Linked DNA regions of Sus scrofa: region 2 is linked to region 1. The links are chromatin contacts, called in public Hi-C maps. All regions are on one chromosome and are shown on one strand. The core of a region is the stretch at or near the end of the contact, and the rest is flanking DNA. Distances in the headings are between cores, read along the strand shown.

What was found. Hi-C and Micro-C count contacts between places; a contact is called where the count stands out from the background.
Region 2: a contact with region 1 is called in a Hi-C map of epiblast stem cells, with 2.8 times the contacts expected there. The contact joins the promoter of FBXO46 here to the promoter of EML2 in region 1. A contact is called at or near these places in 1 of 47 Hi-C or Micro-C datasets (epiblast stem cells) and 1 of 2 datasets of contacts at active chromatin or transcription factors (alveolar macrophages).

Annotation. Positions count from the first base shown.
Region 1 is chr6:52,009,974-52,015,940 of Sscrofa11.1, forward strand. It overlaps EML2 (echinoderm microtubule-associated protein-like 2), which reads right to left and starts at 3,420. Exons shown (of 22, transcript XM_021094571.1): 1 at 3,087-3,420; 2 at 43-261. The coding sequence starts at 3,258.
Region 2 is chr6:52,065,358-52,071,324 of Sscrofa11.1, forward strand. It overlaps FBXO46 (F-box only protein 46), which reads right to left and starts at 3,833. Exons shown (of 2, transcript XM_021094574.1): 1 at 3,752-3,833.

The sequences.
Region 1 (5,967 bases), core at 2,170-4,669:
CCAACCCCTCCCCATCTCACCCCTCCAGTCTACTGAAGATACCCGAGGCTGTGGTGCCTAGGCGCGGAGGCGCGCGGCCCTTGGGGGTGCTCCGCGCTCGCAGCGCAGCACCTTGCTCTTCGCATGCCCGCAGGCGACGCAGCGCGTCAGCCAGCGCCGCCTTTAAGACAGCCAGCTCGTCTTCCTGCAGTTGCAGCCGCTGCTCCAGCGCCGACACGCGGTCGTCCACCTCCATCCCGCTTGTGCCCGACAAATTGTCATCTGGAAAGCAGGGGAGCGCTGGCTGCAGGGGCCACCCAGGAACTCTAAAGCCCGAGATGAGGTGTCCCTCCTGGCTTCCCGGTCTAACCTGGGCCGGCCACGCCCCCTTCCCCTCCCGCAACCTCGGGCTGGGACGCTTGGATGGGAGCCAAAAAAGAGGGCTCTGAGAGGGGAAGGAAATCCCCATTGCTCTCAGCCCTTGTCCCCAAACATCTCTCTCTGCCGCAGCGCCCTGGAGGTGTGACCTTAGGGAAGTCCCTTCCTCTCTAACCTTCTAAGAGTCTATGAATCGAGAGCCTCTCGACTCTGGTTTTAAGATTGTATGACTAAGATGATGAATACATATGAGTGATTAGCAACATTTTAAGGATGACACCAACTTTTTTCCTGACGACATTTTGTAGTGACTAACATTCTCGAATTGCTCCCCAATATTCTTTGACGGATGGCAATATTTTATCGCAGATACTAACGTTCCTTCTCCATATCAAAAACTTTCCAAGCCAAAAGGGTCCTACCTGTTCCCTCCCCTTCCTATGCTCTCCTCACTAAAGTGTTTGGCCCCCAGGAGTTCTGGTCGTCGTGGCTCAGAGGTACGGAACACGACTAGTATCCATGAGGACGCGGGTTCCATCCCTGGCCTGGCTCGGTTGGTTAAGGATCCCGCGTTGCCATGAGCTGTGGTGTAGATTAAAGACGCGGCTCCGATCCAGCGTTGCTGTGGCTGCGGGGGTAGGCCTGCATTCGACTCCTAGCCTGGGAACTTCCATATGCCGTTAGTACGGCGCAAAAAGACAAATAATAACAATTTTTATAAAGTGTTCGACCCTGGAGCCTGCTACAAGGACAGGGTTTCAGCGGCCCCTGGCGGCAGATTTGCGAGGTGCAGGCAGCACATCAAAGACCCGAGACCCATGGAAGGAAGATAACCCCGGAGATCTGACACTCAAACTCTCTCCCCCAAACGGAGCTTTCCCCCTGTTTCCCTTCCTTATTTTCCCTAATTTATTTAGCTTCTGTACCCCACGCCCCTGTTTCCAGGCCTGGGGTGTAGCCAAATAACTCCTCCTCCATCTCCCGCCGCCTCGCGCCCCCCACCCCCCCGCACATTTTCCCGAAGTGGGAGGAGCAGAGGACCAGGGTGGTCCCCACCTTTCCCAGACCACGCATACCCAGACTCATTGCTGGCAGTAACTGAGGAAGACCTGGCTCCGAGTTGATGGGAAGTAAAGGTGGTAGCATTAACGGGAACAGGGCATGGAGGCACCTGCCATCCCGTGTCCGTAGGCCGCCCCGCCCTGCCGCTGGGCTCCGCAGTGCAGCCGTCTGTCCCTCCCCCTCACCCCGCGGCCCAATCGTCTGCCCGGCCCTGCCTGCCCTGCCCCCCACACAGTGCCTCTCTGGTCCGGTGCCTGGACCTGCATTAGAAGGTGGGGGCCTCTGGGGATCCGAGGGAGAGAGCCAGACATCAGGACTCGGAACTTATAAGAGGAGTAATCTCAGGGTACTGTTGCGAAAAAGGAAACTGAATCGGAGGTTGGGGGAGTGCGTAGAGACTCCCCAGAGGTCACACAGCCACGAGGTGAAGTACAGGAGGGTACAATCACGTCGATGTGCCAAGACCCCTCTTAGCTACTATTAATAATACTACCCCAAAGTGAGATCTGATATAGGGAGCTTACATGTGGCAGGCGCTCTTCTTGCAAAACGTTTAACACCTTACCTGGCTCTTCTATGTGCTCAGTAAATCTGGAATATAATTAACTGCTACTATGGTACCCAGGACACCCAGTAACTCTAGTAGCTGTGGTGTTTTACCCATTTTAGGAGGAGAGAAGTTGGAAGGGGACTGAGGCCCAGAGAGATGAAATTACTGGTGCATGGACACACAGCCTTTCAGCAGTAAAACATGTACCTGACCCAGGCTTAGGCACCTGTTAGCCTGCCCATGAGAGGGCAGAGGAGGACAAAATGAGCATTCCGGTCCTCTGCTAACTCCAGTGGTCCCTGACACTGGGGTGCGTACCCAGGGGAATAAGCCTGCAAATGCAAGACAGCTCTTCTCAGGGACCCCCTGAGTGAAATAGAGAAGCTTTCTCCTTGGCCCTTCAGCACCCATCCAGAGAGCCAGCCGCATTCTGAGGCCTTGGCCTGCCCACCCCCCACCCACATTGACTCAGGTCCTCAGCTCCCTCCTGACCATTCCCAGCCCTTTTGCCCAGAATCCGGCCCCCACTTCCCACTTCTCCTCCCGTCCCTCCTCCCCTCTGCCTCCAGCTCCCCTCACATGGGCCTGACACCCACAGTGGCCCTTCTTGCATCACACCCATTTGTTAGGGAGAAGGGGTGAGTCCTAATGGGTGGGATGGGCGGGGCCTGAGGATTTGGGGGCTATAGCAGAGGCAAAGTCCTCTGGTCATCCTTCCTGGTCCCACACCCAGCCCACAAGCCAACACTAAATGCCACTCTCCCCCTAATGTGTCCCTCTGCCAGGGAGAAGGGGGAGGGTCCCAGAGCAATGAGAGGGGATAGGGAGGGCAGAGTTCCAGACCTTCAGGCCTCTCCTCCTTCAACCCCAGTCTCCCGGAGGTTCTGCCCCTTCTCCCGGTTCAGCCACCTCCGAAAAAGGGGAGGGCCAAAGAGCGTGGAGGACAGGGATCAGGGCTTTGGGGATCAGGGACTTTGCTCTGGGGTCAGGGTCCTGCTGGGGAGAAAGGAGAATCTTCAGCAAGCGGCAAGGATGGGGATTTGGAAGAAGGTTGGGGCAAGAGGCGATAGGTCGAGCCCTGGGCGGGGCCAGGGTTGGAACTGAGGAGGGGTCTCACCGTTGCAGTACTGAAGCAGCGAGGATGTGTCGTAAAGGCCGCAGAAGGCCGGGCCGCGCTCCGCCATCACCCCGCCACAGCCACTGCCGGCCCCCCCGGCCCCAGCTCGGGCCCGGTCTTCCCCCCCAGGCCCTGCCTCCCGTTGCCATAGCAACGCCCTTCGTTCCAGCATCCCGGGCTTTGCCCGCCCGGCGGCATCAGGCGGCCGGCGCCGGGCCTGGCACCGGGGTCATCCCCCAGGATGCCCAGAAAGGGGGGATCGGGACACCTCCTGCCAGGCCCCCCAACACAATCCTCAGGCCGGGATTGGTTGAGCTGAGATCCCCCTCGGTACTGTCTGGTCCCGCCCACAACAGGCGCGTATTCTCTCTAGACCCCTTCCTCGCCTGTTCAGGACCAATGAGAACCTGTCGCGCAGGCCCCTCAGCCAACAGGGATGCAGAAGGATTGGAAGGGGCAGGGCCTTCTCTGCTTTTCAGCCTGAAGCGTAGCCCCTGGCTTTTAGAGGAAGCTAAGGTGGGAGAAGACACTTCCATATTTGCCCAAACCTCCCTCATCTTTTTCTGGATTTTCGAAAAATCCCCCTTGCAAGACGAGAGCCCGACCCTAAAGCCTCAAATCCACCTAGATATCCACTAGCTCCGCCCTGGAACTCTTATTCAAGCCTATTTCTTAGAGCTCTTGTTTATTCTATCTGTACCCGCCCCCGGGGTGCTAAGCTCCACCCCCAGAATCCCGCCGGGAGCTAAAGTTCCATTCCCGCCCCCAGAGCCTTTGGCACCGCCCCCTAAGCATCTCAGGAGGATGGTACTTAGTCCAGCAGCCTTGACCCGGCCTCCGGATAGAATTGGCTCGACCCCTGGAGTTTAGATCCCTCCCCCCAAGTCTCTTAGTCCCTCCTTAACCTTTCCTTCCACTTCTTTATCCGCAGCCCCAGACCATTAGCTCCTCCCTTACAGCCTTCATCTTCCACAACCTTATTATCCAGTCCGGGTTTTGACGCAGGCACAGCTGTGATGCCTGGCCGGCTGGCGGTGTCAGTCGGAGCAGTCTCGGAAGCTGGAGGAAGAGGGGAGGGTACAAAACCTGACAATGGATTTAAAGAATACTGGACCACCTTCCCCAAGTCCCCACTGAAGCTCAACCCCTAGAAGTGACCCAGACCGTGCTTTATAGGCAGGAGCCCAAAGCAGAAAAGACTTGCCTTTGACACAGGCAGACCTTGGAAGCCCAGGGCTTTGAAACCAGATTGACCTGGGTTTGAATCCTGACTCCACCACTTTCTGGTTGTGACCCTGAACCTGTTTCCACATCCGGAAAGTGTGAGGTCATATCGTTTAACAGTGTTTACTGGGAGTTCCGTTGTGGCTCAGCAGGTTAAGAACCAGACTAGTATCCATCAAGATGCAGGTTCAATCCCTGGCCTCGCTCAGTGGGAGCATTGCCACATGCTGTGGTGTAGGTCACAGATGTGGCTCATACCTGACCTTGCTGTGGCTGTGGCATAGGCCTGCGGCCATGGCTCCCATTGGACCCCCTAGCTGGGAACTTCCATGTGCCTCAGGTGCAGCCCTAAAAAGACAAAAAAAAAAAAAAAAAAAAGTTTACTGAGTGCCTCGTATGTGCCAAACTCTGTTCTAGGTCCTGGAGTGTCAGTAGCAAGTCAGCCCCAGAGTATTCTCTCATGGACCTTGCAGTTGGTACAGATGGTAAACCAAAACAGACAAAACAAATAACACCAGCTAACACTTATGGAGCACTGCTATGTGCCAAGCGCTTAGTTGTCTTCACCACAAGCCCTATTTTCATCACCATTCTACAGATGAAGAAATAGGCACGGAGCCAGTAAGATAATTTCAGCCCTTGGCATTACAGAGATAAGGCGAGTGATATGGTGAAAGATGAGAGGATGAGGCAATTTAGGGAGACCGGGGTCACTGAGGAAGTGACATTTGAGCTGAGAAGTGAGTGACAAGCATGAAAGAATCACACATGGACGGGAGGTGGGAGGTAGCTTTTCAGGCAGAGGGAAGAGTAAGTACAAAGGTCCAGAGGCAGCTGTGACTTTGGCATATTCCTGGGGCAACGAGAACAACAGTGAGGATGGAGCTGTGGAGGAAGAGGAGAGCAGGAGATAGATGACGTCAGGGAGGTAAGAGGACCTCCAGGGCTGCGGGAAGATGTTGGCCGTTTGTCACTGTATCCTCCATGAGCCCCACGGAGGCCACAGGTGTAAATCGCACATGAGTACAGCACCTGGCACACAGTAGGCACACAGAAATGATAGCAGCCCCTATGCATTTCCCAGGGCACACCTACTATGTAAGATCAATAATGGGTTCCAAGCGATGACTAAATTAGATGTGGGCCACTATCATGCTCTGATCACAGGTAATTTTGTTACTGATAGAAACAAAGCAAGGGAGGTCTCTCAGAAAACTAAATATTGAACTACCATAAGATCCAGCAGTCCCACTCCTGGGTATAAATGGACGAAACTTTCATTCGAAAAGATACATGCAGGAGTTCCTGTCATGGCGCAGCGGAAATGAATCCGACTAGGAGCCAGGAAGTTTCTGGTTCGATCCCTGGCTTCGCTCAGTGGGTTAAGGATCTGGCGTTGCCATGAGCTATGGTGTTGGTCGCAGATGTGGCTTGCATCTGGTTTTGCTCTGGCTGTGACTGTGGCTGTGGTGAAGGCTGGCAGCTGTAGCTCCAATTTGACCCCTAGCCTGGGAACCTCCATATGCTGTGGGTGCGGCCCCCCCCAAAAAAAAGAAAAAAAGAAAAAAAAAAGATATGTGCACCTCTATGTTCATTGCAGTACTATTCACAGTAGCCAAGACGTGGAAACAACCTAAATGTCCATCAGCAGAGGAAT
Region 2 (5,967 bases), core at 2,583-5,082, 56 kb after region 1:
AGGATCGGAGAGAGGGGAAAATAAAGAGTCAAATTCAAGGTGCTGCAGGGAAGCAAATACAGCAAGTAGAGGGGATCAGGAATGGAAAGTGGGAGTTAGGATCTTTTTTTTTTAATTTTTTTTAGGGCCACACCTGCAGCATATGGAAGTTCCCAGGCTAGGGGACGAATCAGAGCTACAGCTGCCGGCCTATACCGCAGCCACAGCCACACAGGATCTGAGCCACGTCTGCGACCTCCACCACAGCCACTGCAACTTGGGATCCAAGCCCTGTCTGCAATCTACACTACAGCTCACGGCAAGGCTGAATCCTCAACCTTCTGAGCAAAGCCAGGGATGGAACCCACATCCTCATGGATACTGTGGGATTCGTTTCTGCTGCGCCACAACGGGAACTCCCTTTCTTTTTTTTTTTTCTTCAATTTTTGGCCGCCCCATGGTATATGGAGCTCTCAGGCCAGGGGTTAGATCTGAGTCGCAGTTGTGACTAATCTGCAGCTGCAGCAACACTAGATCCTTGACCCACTGTGCTGCGCCAAGGATTGAACCGTGTCCTAGCACACCAGAGATGCTGCCGACCCCATTGCTCCACAGCAGGAGCTCTGGGAGTTATGATCTTAATTGAAGGGTCAGGAGAGTATCAAAGAGCAAGTGGCAAGATAAGCATTTTAGAAAACCTGTACTTTTAGAAATAATACACCTTTTTTTGGGGGGGGGGCTGCGCCCAAGACATGTGGATGTTCCCAGGCCAGTGGTTAAACCCTCACCAAAGCAGTGACAATGCCAGATCCTTAACGCACTGAGCCACCAGGGAACTCCTAGGAATAATACAGCTTTACCAGAGCTGCCAGAAATATACCATTAGAAATGGTAAAAATATCATTTTGTATGAGTAAGATAAGCACAGGCTGCAAACACATTTAAGATTTGAAGAAAAGGCAAAATCACTTGGAAAGGAGACACAATTTCTAAGACAAACCAACAAAGGAAAGGGGGGAAAAAAAGTGTCACGTCACCCCAGATGTGACAAACAGGTACAGGGATGAGGAAGAAGTTGGCAACTCTTCTCCAAACCAACAGATTTTCAGATAATTCACTGAGACCAGGGGATAAAATGTTAAAAATCCAGGAAAGCAATGACCACCAGGCAAAGCTGGCACAAGGGACTGAAAATGAAGCAGGGATAGAAACACCCAATCCAGAAGAAAGAACACAAATGCCACCAGAGCTGTAAAACTGCCCCAGTGTTATGACAACAGCAAGCTCCCCAAGGGCCAGGTATTGGCCTGAACCTGGTACAAGCCCTGGCACATAGTAGTACCCTAGCAACACGCAGGGGGTGAACCCCCAATTCTCCAGAAGAGGAAACCGAGGCCCAGAGAAGTTAAAGGACTTGCCCAAAGTCACAGAGCAGGTGGGTGATGGGAGTCAGGATTCGGCTCTGGGTGTCCTGGTTCTGGAGCACGTGCGCAATACATTTTTCTTGGAGAAACAAAATTATTCAAAAGACCTCACACTTGTTAAAGGCTTACTACGCACTAGGCACGTTATACATGTTACCACATCGACCCTTGACAAGAGCCTCGTGGTTGGAAGGTGGTCCCATTTTACATACGAGAAAACTGAGACCCAGCAATGGGAATGCAACTTGGCCAAGGACACACAGCAGCAGAGGTGGGGATATGAATGTGGGCCTATCTGTAGCCAATGCTTTTCACCCTAAGCTCTCCTATCAGAGTCAGAGACCTTATGGGTCAACTCAGGAAGCCTCACAACAAATGAGCCCATTTCAAAATGACTTAGAAAGTTGCCACACTGCCCAGGGAAGTCCTAAGGACCAAAAGGGTGGGGGGGGGCAGAAAACCCACACAGTTGTTAGAAATAGTTCCTGCTCACTGAAATACCTGGAGTTGGGCCAGGCTGGGCATGGGCGAGTGAATTATTTATCTTTGGCTGTGGCTAGGAATGGGAATGGGGACAGATTGAATTTCTGAGCACCCCCTCAAGGAGTGACCCTTGGACCTAGGAGCCCAGGGGTAGAGAACTAGAAGGCAGCCTGGCTGATGTTTTCCTCACTGGTCCTTCACTACCGCCCTCTCTCAAGTCTGAGTTTCTCATTGCCATTCAAAAAAAAAGACAACTCATACGTATCAAGCGCGTACTCCAAGCACGTGACCTGCTTCCCTCCCCAAACCCTCTAACCATCCTAGGGTTACTGATCCCACTTTACAGTTGAGGAGCCGCTCAAAGACTTACTCAAGGTCACACAGTAAGTAAGGAGTAGAACTAAAATTCAAATTGAGGAGCTCTCTTGTGGCCCGGTGGGTGAAGGATCTGGCATTGTCACTGCAGCAGGCTCAGGTCACTGCTGTGGTGGGGGTTCGATCCCTGGCCCCGGCGAACTTTTAGATGCCAAGGGTGGGGCCAATACATAGATAAATAAATAAAATTCAACCTGAAGACTGCTTTCAGTTCTCAAGTCTCTGCCCTACTCATGACACTTCAGTACCAGGAAAGGGGACTGTATTACAGAGCTGAGAGCACGGACTCTGAGCCAGGATGCCGAGGTTGGACTCCTGAGTCAACCACTCATGCTGGCTGACCTTGGAAAAGTTGCTGAACCTCTCTGTGCCTCTGCTTCCTCTCTGTAGGATGGAGACAACTTAAGGGGTGTTGTCAGAATCAAATGAGTTAATACAAACAACTACGAACAGGGCCAGGCACTTCCTAAACAATTAGTGTGAGCTGGAGTTGACTGTGGGGAACCCCTGCATGCTTCTGAGCGGGGCTGTGCCCAGATCAGTGCCAGAGTTTGAGAAAACGCCCCTGGGGCTGGGCTGAAAAAGAGGGAATCCATTAGCACCTGTGACCCAGTCACATTCCTGGAGCAGGGAACTTCCCACCAACAGCTCTGGGATGCAAGCCTCCTCTCTTCTCAGCGGCATTTTGTTCCCACGATACAGATAAGGGCACTGAGTTTCATAGAGAGGGGACACTTGCCCAGGTCGCAAAGGAATGGCAGAAGAAAAGAACTGAGTGCTGGACCGTCTGTACACATAAACCACTACACTTTTCTAAATCCCATTAGAGAAATGTGAGTGCAAAAGGTTGTCTCGATGGCCCTTTCTGGCCATATCATCCTACAGTTCTGTGACTGTCCAGTTATCGGGAGTCTCTGGCTGGGCTAAGTAAACTATCGCTACATGCAGGCCCCTAATCTCATGCTCCTCACCCCACCCACAGTCCCGGGTCCTAACCTACACACCACTCTACCATTGATTTCTCTCTTCTACCATCTCAGCTTGTCCTCCTGCCCCCAATCCGATCCAGAGGCTCCAACCCACGGCATCCACAGCTGGCCTCTCCCTCCGGAGCCTCCAGACCCCCTCATTCATCTAGCACTGACTCCTAATGCCTTTCAACATCCCCTAGGCTAAACCCCTCGAAATTGCCCCCTTCAGTGCCTCTGTCTGGACGCCCAGCCCCTTCTCCAACTCGGGACTCCTTCCTCCAGCTCTGAGCTCCCTTACAATCAATCCCAAAGCTCGACTCTCTCCCCATCTTCAAGACCCATCCCCAACCCCCATTCTTCTACTACTCTCTCCGGCTCCCATTTCTCCCAATCCCATCCCCCAAACGATCTCCCCTCATCCAGCCCCTTCTTTAGCTCCTGCCTCTTCCCTCTCGCCACCGGGTCCCAAACGCCCGCCCCAGTTCGCAAGCGCCCCTGGCCCCAGCTCAGCGTTCTCACCATCTCCCCGCGCTGCAGCTCCCTCGGCTACGCGGGTTTCCCCCACTCGCTCCTCTCCAACCTCCCCTTCCGGGTTCCCGCCCCGAAGCCCGCTGGGAATTGGAGTCCGGGAGGCCGCAGACTACAACTCCCGGAAGGCAGCACGGTCAAGCTTGGAGGTGGGGAAAGAAGCAAACTGGGCGGGCTCAGGAAAAGAATGACTCTAACTCCCGGGAGACAGAGAGCGTGTGTGCCTGGTAGCGCAGGCGCAGAGAGCGCCCACGCCAAGCCCGCTGGGAAATGGAGTGCAGTCTCCTCCATTTTGGCCCTGGGCTTTTGGAAACGGAATTGAGAAAATTTAAAAGGGGCGTTTGTGTGGGGTGGAGAGTTGGGAAAGAACCAGTTTATCGATTTACTTAAACTTATTTACGTGTTAATTAATAGCGCCTTTCTCACTTTCCCATCCATTTTTCCTCCTGGGTTGTTTTATTTTGGTTTTTTTTGGAGCCACCCCTACCCCACATGGAACTTCCCGGGCCAGGGATCGAACACATGCAGCTGCAGCGACCCGGGCGCTGCAGTGACAAGTCTGGATCCTTAACCTACTGCACCACAAGAGAACTCCCCCTGGTTTTCTTACCACCACCTAATTTACAAGTATGGGAATTAAGCCTTAGGATGGAGGAAAACCAGATGCATTAGACATTTGTGCACATCGTAGTTATAATAGAAGCTCCAAGAGGACAGGCCCCTTTGTGTATCTTGTACAAGCACCCAGGACAATGGAAATAAGTGTTGAGTAAAAATGTATTGCATGCTAATTTTATGCCAGACACTGCAGAGAACCCCAGTAAGAATTATCCCAAATATATAAAAGTTAAGGCAGAAAGATGGAGTCCCCACTGTGGCACAGCGGAAATGAATGGGACTAATATCCATGAGGATGTGTGTTCGATCCTGGTCTCGCTCAGTGGGTTAAGGATCCGGCGTTGCGGTGAGCTGTGGTGTAGGTGAGCTGTGCTGTAAGTGGTAGACGCAGCTCAGATCCCGTGTTCCTGTGGCTGTGGCAGTTGCAGCTCCAATTTACCCTTAGGCTGGGAACCTCCATATGCCGCGGGTGCGGCCCTAAAAAGAAAAAGAAAAAAAAAAAGTTAAGGCAGAAAGAGATTGAGCATATTCTCCATGGCAACACAGCAAGAAAATGATTTGAACTGAAATATTTTAGACACCAGGATCTCTACTCTCCACTAGGTTGCTAGATCGCCTCCCCTTAAGCTATGTTTTCCTGCCCATCCTCCTCATGAGCCATAAGAGTGAACTTTCTAAAAGAGAGAGTCGGCTATATTAAAGAACATAATTTCAAGCGGTGAACTGCCACTAAGGCCCGATTCCAGTGGCCCTCCTCTTTGAATCTTTTCTGTTTATGGCCCTTTAATGCAGCCTCTGCCTCACTAGTCTCACACTCTGTGAGCCTGCACTGGGAAGATCGCGGCTAAATTCCCGACTTCCAGCGCAGTGCTTGGCAGGCACAGAGTAGGCCCTCATTAGACATGCACTAGAGGGATGAGGGGGAGAAGGGACACCAGAGGGCAGGAAGGGAGACTGGTCAGGTCTCTCTGGCTAAGGGTTGGCGGTTAGGAGACCCCGCCTCTTGTTTAGGCTACTTCAGCCCGGGACTCAGGAAGTGGCCGGGGGGCGTGGCCAGGCAGGGCGGTGCCTGCGGAAAAGGCGGGTAGCTGAGCGAGCCCTGATTGGCCGGCACTTTGGCGCGCACAGGCCAAGGCTGTGTCAGGAGGCGCGAGGCCAGGCTCGCTCTGTGCAGGAAGGGACCTTTCCCCGGGCGCGCGTGCGCAGGGCCACTTGCACCCTGCCGTTTCCCTTCTCCAGTCTCGCGCCCAGCACACCTTGGCGGGAATTGGTGGAGGCGTGGCCTGGCCTCAAGAGCTCCCTCTTGCTCTTCTCCTCAGGCCTCAGGCCGGAGCCTCGCACCAAAGGGAATTCGTGCCCATCCCACGCCTGGGTTGGGAACGTGGCAGCCGAGGCCGACCTGGGGCTCGCGCGTGCACCGCCAGCGTCCCGAGACCAGAACAAGGCGCTAATCCGGCTCCCAAGTGTGGGGCTGGCACAAAACCAGAAGGGGGGCCTCACGCCATTTTGCACATCCTGAGGCGCGTGCTGGAGTCCGAGGGGAATGGGGTGGGGGACTAGCCGGCGAGAAGGGAACCTGGGGCCCACTC